Linked DNA regions of Ovis aries: region 1 is linked to region 2. A link is a contact called in public Hi-C data. All regions are on one chromosome and are shown on one strand. The core of a region is the stretch at or near the end of the contact, and the rest is flanking DNA. Distances in the headings are between cores, read along the strand shown. Region 1 holds the start of ONECUT2 (one cut homeobox 2). Region 2 overlaps WDR7 (WD repeat domain 7).

What was found. Hi-C and Micro-C count contacts between places; a contact is called where the count stands out from the background.
Region 1: a Hi-C map of hypothalamus shows a contact between it and region 2, with 2.8 times the contacts expected there. The contact joins the promoter of ONECUT2 here to the enhancer-like site in region 2. A contact is called at or near these places in 2 of 16 Hi-C or Micro-C datasets (hypothalamus and tail adipose tissue).

The regions. Positions count from the first base shown.
Region 1 is chr23:57,024,192-57,028,508 of ARS-UI_Ramb_v3.0, reverse strand. It overlaps ONECUT2 (one cut homeobox 2), which reads right to left and starts at 2,186. Exons shown (of 2, transcript XM_004020671.6): 1 at 741-2,186. The coding sequence starts at 1,992.
Region 2 is chr23:56,518,885-56,522,711 of ARS-UI_Ramb_v3.0, reverse strand. The region is part of intron 20 of WDR7 (WD repeat domain 7); the gene reads right to left. Among named protein-coding and RNA genes, the nearest start is that of WDR7, 190 kb to the right of the region's middle. Within about 2 kb of position 1,886, at least 11 of the 54 cell types and tissues checked have an H3K27ac peak or open chromatin away from gene starts, as enhancers often do. A contact at or near this core is called in hypothalamus, where this site is marked.

The DNA of each region.
Region 1 (4,317 bases), core at 937-3,436, 510 kb before region 2:
TCCCAGAGCGGTGAATGTGGCAGTCCCAACCTCACTGTGGGCAGGGACACGGGCGCTGGCCCCAGCCCGCTCTTTCCATCACAAAGTCCCCGCGCCGAGGTCAAGGCCGGAGACCGGCTCCGGAAGCGCGGTTGTATCCCGGCCACCCCCCCCCCAACCCCCCGGTTCTCCGCTTGGGCAAGGCTGTGCTTCCTGTCAGTGACCGAATAAGTTTGCCCAACACGGTGGGGAGAAAGACAGCAGAGAGAGCTCTTCCTCCTCTAAAGCCCACTACCTCTCGCCACCAATTGCCTCTATATAGGGAGACCAGGCAGCTGGCAGAAGTACAATGTATTGTCTGAACAAGAGTTCAAGTGCACAGGGTTCTGAATAAAGGCAACCCCGCCGTCCCCGGGAGTCTGGGAAAGAGAGGGCTCCTAGTGGACACCGCACACACTCTTCGCGCCTCCCACAACTGGGGAAGGTCCGAAAGAGAGGGCAGAGTTGTTGGCACGGTGAGCAGAGTGTGAACAAAACAGGGACGGGGGTCGCTCAAGAAGCTCGGGAGACAGGGAAGTGAGAAGAGAGAGAGTAAGGGAGAACAGAGAAAAGAGGAGGGCAAGGAAACGGAGACGGAATGAAGTAGAGAACAAATGGCAAGCGTGGAGGGAGAGGGGCAGGGGACCGGAGGGGAGGCTCAGTGCCCGCACCCGGGACCAGAGCCGCCGGCAGCCCGACTCCAGACGGCCCTCTGCGCTTACCTGCCAGGCGTAAGGCGGACATGCGCTGGAACTCGGGCTCCTGCAGCCACTTCCACATCCTGCGGAAGGTCTCCCTGCCAGATTTGAGTTTACTCCACGGTTTGGGGTTCCGGAGCAGGTCGGAGAGAGTCCCCTGAGACCGGCACAACACCCTCTGCGCGAAGATCGCCTGTGGGATGCTGTAGCGCTTCAGCTCGGCGGTGATGCGCTGGGCCACCTCTTTGGTGTTGATTTCCTCCAGCTGGCCGGAGGTGGCCACCTGCGACCCCGAAGACGACGAGGGTGGCCTCTCGCGACTGGGCGCCAGCACCGGCCCGTGGGACTGAGCGTGGCCCGGGTGGTGCAGGCCGTTGAGGTGCGACATCATGGCCGCGGGCGGGGTGCCCAGGCCGCGGGACAGGTGCTGGTCGCCGCGGGTCAGCATGGCAGTGTGGTGCGCGTCGAAGTTGGGGCTGAGCATCTTGTCGGGGCCTGGGGGCCCATAGTTGGGCAGGCTCTGCTGCGCGTTGTGGAGGCCGCCCAGCCCGTTGCCCAGCGGGGTGGCGGCCAGCGGGGACAGGCTCTGGCCCATGCCCGGCATCTCCTTGTAGGGGCTGTAGAGGTTGTTCATGGTCGGGAGCCCGCGCTCGTCGCGCAGGAGCGTGAAGCTGCCGCTGACGTTGCCCGAGAGGCGCTGCTGGTGGTGGTGGTGGTGGTGGTGGTGCGGGTGGTGGTGGTGCGGGTGGTGGAACTTGTCCGACACGGTGGAGATGGGCGGCAGCGGCTGCAGCGGCGTCAGCGTGGTGTAGGTGTTGCTCATGCCCATGCCGGGCGGGGACGAGTCGCAGGACATGCTCATGGCGTGGTGGAGCGGGATGGACAGCTCGGGCCGGTAGTCGCCGCCGTCCAGGATCGAGGCCATGCTAGTGACCATGGCCGAGCGCGACGCCGCCGCGGCCGCGGCCGCGGCCGCCGTGCCCAGCTCCTGGTGCGCCGCTGGCGGCGGCGGCGGCGGGGGCGGCGGCGGAGGGCCCCGCAGCGAGCCGGCGGCGCCGCGGCCCGCGTGGTGGGGGCTGGGGCTGGCCAGCAGCTCCGGCTCATGGCCCGGGCCTCCGCCGCCGCCCCCGCCGCCCCCGCCGCCGCCGCCCCCGCCACTGCCGCCGCCGGCCGGCCCGTGCAAAGTGCCCAGACTTTCCATTGTCAGCTCTGGGTTCATGGCGCAGCCTTCTAGGTCTTTGGTGAGGCATCGATAGGCGGTGTAGGCAGCCTTCATTCAGTCCATCGGGGCCCGGGAGCGGCGGCGGCGGCGGCGGGAGCGGCCGGCGGGCTGGCGAGGCGCGCGTGGCGGAGCTCAGCTGCGGGCGGCGACGGAGGGCTCGGGAGAGCGTGTGTGTGTGTGTGTGTGTGTGTGTGTGAGTGCGCAGGGGAGCGCGCGTGCGGGTGTGCGCCCCGGGCTGCGGGCGGGCGCGCCCGGGGCGGGGGCGGGCGGGGCGCGCGTGCGGGAGGCGAGCGGGCGCGGGAGGGTCACCGGGCCCCGCCGCGCTGCCTCGCCATGTCCGAGCCCGCTCCGGCGCCGCCGTCCTCCGTCTGCGCGAGCGGGAGCTGTCCAGAAGGGCTCTGCCGCTCGCCGGGGCGGCCAACCTAACCCGCCCGGGCCCGGGGCGGGGCAGTGTCCGATGGGCGTCCCGGGCAGCCACTCGGCGGCCGCGGCTTCCCCCGGGGGGACGGGCCTCCTGCGCGTCTCGACCAATGGCTGCGGAGGGGGCGGGGCCGCGCGGTTCAGGTTTGGCTGACGGCTCTGTGCCTCTTTTTTTTTCCTCCTTGGCCGCTGGAACCAAACGTCAAGGGGAGGGACGGAAGGGAGGGGAGGGTGGTGCGGAGAGAGAGGCGAGAGTGCGGGCGAGGGGGAGAAATCACGGTGGAGATGCCGCTCTGTGTCTCTTCCGAGCTGCCATGACCCGGTCTAAAGGGCTTTGCTTCACGCCAAAGCTTTTCTCGCGGCCAGTAAGCCATCTGCGTACGGCTGTTAAACGCAAACTCACATCTAACAAGCCACTACCCGAGGGTCACTAGCTGGGAGCCAGTAATGCAGCTTTTTAAAAAACGCAGTTGCCAATGTATTGTAATGCACGGTAAATCCCCGAGACTGGGGAGTGCATAGTCTACGGGGCGAAGGGAACAACCGGCGCCCTTTCCGCCCCGGAGCGGGCCGCTGTGATGCATGCAAAGTTAACACGATCACATCATTTAATTACCCGGCGAGCCCATAAATCTCTTAGTTATGAGCCTTCAGAAGGGCCCTGCTAGATTGCAAAACAAAACTGGAACACCAGGAGCTGCGGTTTCAAGGTGACCATATGCTGGCTGCGGGAGCGAGTTGGAAAGGAGTGGGTAGGGAGGTGGGGTGGAGAGGCTGGGGCTGGGGGCCGTGTACAGTAGGCTTGTTGCCGGTGCCTTTAGCGAGCAAACTTCGGGGTGCAGGGAGTGTGTAAACCGTCCGGGAGATTACCGATCTTTACACACACACACACACGTCCCTCAAATCCTAGGAGAGGGACGCCCGGGGTTACGGCTGTGGGTAGAAGACCTGGAGCCCAGATCTGCATATCCAAGCCTTGTTTTTGAAAAGAACAGAGCCCTGGTCAGATCCAGAACGCTCGCAAGTCGCAGCTTTGAAAAGTGCACCTTCACGTACCCAGGATTTCCGTTGTTGACTAACCCCCGTCGGCGACTGGGAGTGGAGCGCGCGTAGAGAGAAGGGGCAGATTTCTGCGGCCCGGGGTTGGGTTGGAGGGCTGATAGAAGGCCGAGAGCCGCTCGGCACGGAAAGCCTTAAAAGTAACTGCTTCTTCCAAAGCAGGTTGCGCTGTTTGCCTCCGAAGATTCAAGCTAGCTGAGGTTGCGCAGATGTTGCCTTTGTTTAAAGAGACAGTAATTAAGGACAGGGTGGACATAAGTTTGAGAAGCGTGACCTATTTTCTTTTGATCAGCTGTCAAAAGAAGAGCAGGGGGTCTCCTTAAGACAGCCCCCTCCAACCACTTCCAGCTGTTAGAGAAAACTTGATAAGAAAACAAGAACACAGTCTGGAACACTGTATGCCTTCCTGGCGCTAGAGAAAGGTTTTATTCATTTGGAAAACAGTTTTTAGTCTCAGTCACCTTTTATGGCTGCCCTCCTCTCTATTCTAAATACAGAGCCACCCCCCCCCCCCCCCCCATCATCCCGTCACATGAATGTTCGGTGACACTATTTACAGATCAACTGTATTGAGTTCTGGCTCAAATCTTGCCAATTATTCTTTCAGATAGCCTCTTCTCTGTGCTATCAACGCCTGGGCAAGAAAGTGGATGATCCCCTGATTTGCTAGGTATAGTTTGCTCAGCTGCTCAAATCTTTAATGTCACAGTCCTAGACAGGTAGCATCCCTCATTTTTCTGTTTCTCTGACTTTTCTCTCTCACCATCTGCTACCATCTCTCTTCCCACCCTCCACCTTATAGATGGCGACTGGACATTTGGGGATAACTTGAAAGGTAAATGTTTGAAATACACATCGAGTTGAACAAAAGTACATAAGAGTGCAATCTCCAGTTGGCCC
Region 2 (3,827 bases), core at 637-3,136:
CCCTTCAGTTAATCATTCATCATATAAGAATGGGGGATCTAGTGTATGCATGGCATTATGCAAATATGAACTAACAAATTCATATGGGAAGAACTAAGATAAATGAATAGGCATAAGAAAAGCGAAGTCCCCATCCCCACTGAACTTAAAGGCGACTAAACAGAATTAGAAACGTTAACGGTGACAAAACCAGTAGGAACTTCATGGTCTAAGAGAACAGTATGTGTAAGAACCTAAAGCATACAGGAATTTGCTTATTTCTACTGCAAGAATAGGTAACTGGGCTGGAACGCTGGAAGTCGCGAAGGGAAGGGTGAAAAATGAGGGCAAATCACAGCTGACTCTACTGGTCATATTCCCATTGTTCAGTCCTTTGAACAATGGAACTTAGGGTTTTAGAAAACCATTCTGAGTGTGTATGAAGAATGCTGGATATGAGGCGATCAATAAAGAGGGTATTGCAGAAATGAAAGCCACAGGTTAAGGTTGGTTTGCTGTTGAGATGTCAGATAGGAGATGCAGAGAAGTGGATGGCTTCTAGATCCATGGTGAGCTCTGGGTAGCTGATAGAAAACACTGCAGAAAGATATCAGATATCATGCTCTGAATTCTTTTAAAAATCCAAATTAACTGAAACAAAAGTAAAACAAAATTTTTTAAGCCCTTGCAAGAGAGATAGGTCTGCTCTTTCTAGAAATTAAACAACAACAACAACAACAACACAACACCTAGAACACAAAGCTTCTTAGAAAACTTAAATTCCATTTATTTAGCTCTGCTGAAGGCAGAATAGGATGTGGGCTGAATCTAAGAAATGGAAATGGCAAGTCAGTATAAAGAATTTAAGAGTCCCACAGGAATCATTGAGTAAGAAAGTGGCATTAAAGTACTTAAGGAAAAAAGGGGGATTAGTTATTAAGGGGTAACATCAAAGAATAGTTTTTGTTTATTTGGAGTCCAAGAAAAGTTTGGGGCATATGAGAACACAAAAGATTTGTTCCTGTCATTGTTATAGTTTCTTAGCTTCTGCACGTTACATACATTTTACTGTTTGTTTGCCTGTTTTTTTTCTTTTTCCCCAAAAAAAGTTAATTTAGGAAATTTGCCAATCTTATATATCTCTGTCTTACATATGAGACAACAGAGAACAGATTTATCTTTAAAACTATTCTAATTCTTTCACATAAAATTTTAGTTATTTCCCTAATTTGCTTTATTTTGTTTGGTGTATTTCAACTCACACACAGGTTGCTTTATAACATTCCCCAATGTTACAAACTTATAACTTCTAAAGCCATGTTAAGTCATATTTCATGAATTAACATTTTTTATAAAAAGTCTCAATTAAAAGGTTTAGAAATATTTTTGTAACATAGCTATGTCTTCTAATCAGATACCGTAGTACGCACTTAGGTTTCTTCATGGGTCTTTTTTCTGATTTTTTTTTAAGACAAAGAGGAAATGTTAGTAAAAGTATTAGCATGCGCATGTGAGTACAGATTCAAAGTATGACTGATCTGCGATAGTTTATACTAACCAAAGGGGGAAGACACCCTAAAAGCTCAACCACACTAAACAGGAAGAGAAATCAATAATCCCAGCCTCTGCTGTTTAGAAGGATGAAAATGGACCCTAATTCCAGACAAAGTGATATGTAATAGTTTGATCATCTATACCTCAGTACATGCAATTAAAGCCAACTTTATTTCTGGGGAAGAACAGACAGGAGGAGTAAGAGCTGGGTGCCACGGCCTCTGGATTCCAGGAGCACGTATTTTATTCTTTGCATAGTCTTCTGGAAACAGGAAGCCAACCAAGCTCCCCTCCCCCCGTGTCTCGGCGAGAGCATGCTCCGTAACAATAGTTCAAAGGAAAGCTCTATTCTGCAGTTGCACTGATTGTTCTGTCAGCTGACCTCTGCAGAAGGGAATTGCTAACCGCTGCCTGGCTCCTCAGCTGACAAATGAATGATCGCGGCTCCATCTATTTTCACTATGGCTGCCTCTAGCCCAGGTGCTCAGACAGAGAGCCCGGTGTGACATCTTAGATCAAGATGAATTGGCACAAACTCCTGATCCAAGATTGTTTTATACCATTTAATTTAGTTTCTTCCCCTGCCTGGATGAGCACAGCTCTGGTTATGGATTTCTATTCTAATGTACTGAAGCAGGGCCTGAAAGAAGCCAATGAAGCAGCTGCCGGAGCAGGGGGCTGCGGGGATACTGATCAATAGGCAAGGCATTGACCCCAGCCGGTCAGCCTCCGCAGCGGCCGCGGCTCCGAGGGGGCGGGGGCGCGGGGCACACATGGGCGGCTTCCATAGGAAATGAAACAACAGGGGCATTTGGAGAGCTCCACCTCCACCCCGGGCCCCCACCTTCGCTAGGTTCCTTTTGTTTAATTACCTCAATCTTGTCCTAACTCTCACTCGTCCCAGAAGGAATTAATACTTTGGGGAAGTTTTACTAATGTTCTTTCAAACTGCCCTGGGTAGATTTTATTCTTTAGCTAGCAGCAAGAATCGTAACAGGTGCCCTCTGCTAAGTGGCCAAAATAGGAAATCTTAATTAGCTGTCAAGTACCCTACTTGGTGTAATTTAAAGTTTGGCATCCGCACAGGCTCATAAGAATGCTGTCCAACTGGCTGTGAACACTACTGATGCTGAAATTCCATGGTATTTAATTTTTATCAGCACTCAGATCTGAAAAGATGATAGCTCTTTGTTAACACTGACAGAAGTCAGGACAAGAGAAGGATCCCCTAAAAGAGACACTGACTGATTAGTAAATGTCTAAGGTGATAGAGGCCCATCCCCGCTACTATTCTAACACCCACCTAACAATTTCTGATTCTTTAATTTTTTTTCATATTTGGAAACATTGAAAATCACTAGCTTTGCCTGTGTTCTCTCCTAAATAATACAAGATATACACAATTAACTGCAATGTTTTCCTACAAATAGACAACCAAATGGGACATTCTGAGATGTTAAAAAATAAAATAATTCTGGAAAAGTAGATCTTCCTACAGTTTCATTTGTCTCATGAAAATTTGGTGTTTTTTCACAGAGACATGGCTCCATTTAATCATGCTAAAGGGTGACATGGAGATCCATTTTCTTGACAGGACGGTTGATCACCCTATCACAGTAAGAAAATTAATACCTTCAACTAGCCCTGTGTGGAGAACAGAAGCTACATGCAATGGGAAAGGACATCAATGTTCTATATTTGAAGCTGCAAACAGAATACTTGTTCTGTGTGAAAATAATGTTTCCTTATTATTGGGTGGCTTTAAACAAAATATAAGCCTTTGATTTTATTAAAACAACCGTTTAATTCATACAGTGTTCCTAAAAGGAAATAACTGTGTTTAGATTTAGCATAATTGACTCTAGATTTTCAGGAACAGGAGTAAACCCTTTACTTACAGCTTAACTAGAACACAGGTAAAATATTTGAGGAGTTTAAGCTATTTAAAGGGCTGTGAGATATTGATTGCTTCATTTAAAAAGCAGTCAGAGAGTGCAACCGAGAGGTCAAGATAAATTTAAGAGTTTGAAGCACTTTACTAAATAACTCTAAAGATCATGTTAATTGGCTTTGTGCAGTTTCAGGGTAAAATTAATTTTATCCTAGCTTACAATAAAAGGATTAAAAGACATATTAAGTTCTTCAGTTTTAACTGGAATAGGAATCAATGGATTTGAATTAAGGCTAACGGCGGTTTTATGAGAGATGGCCTACCAGCAGACACTTTATAACTGCTATTAGCCATATATTGATGGGGCGCTATTATTGTATTAGGTATTAAAACCTTTGAGAAG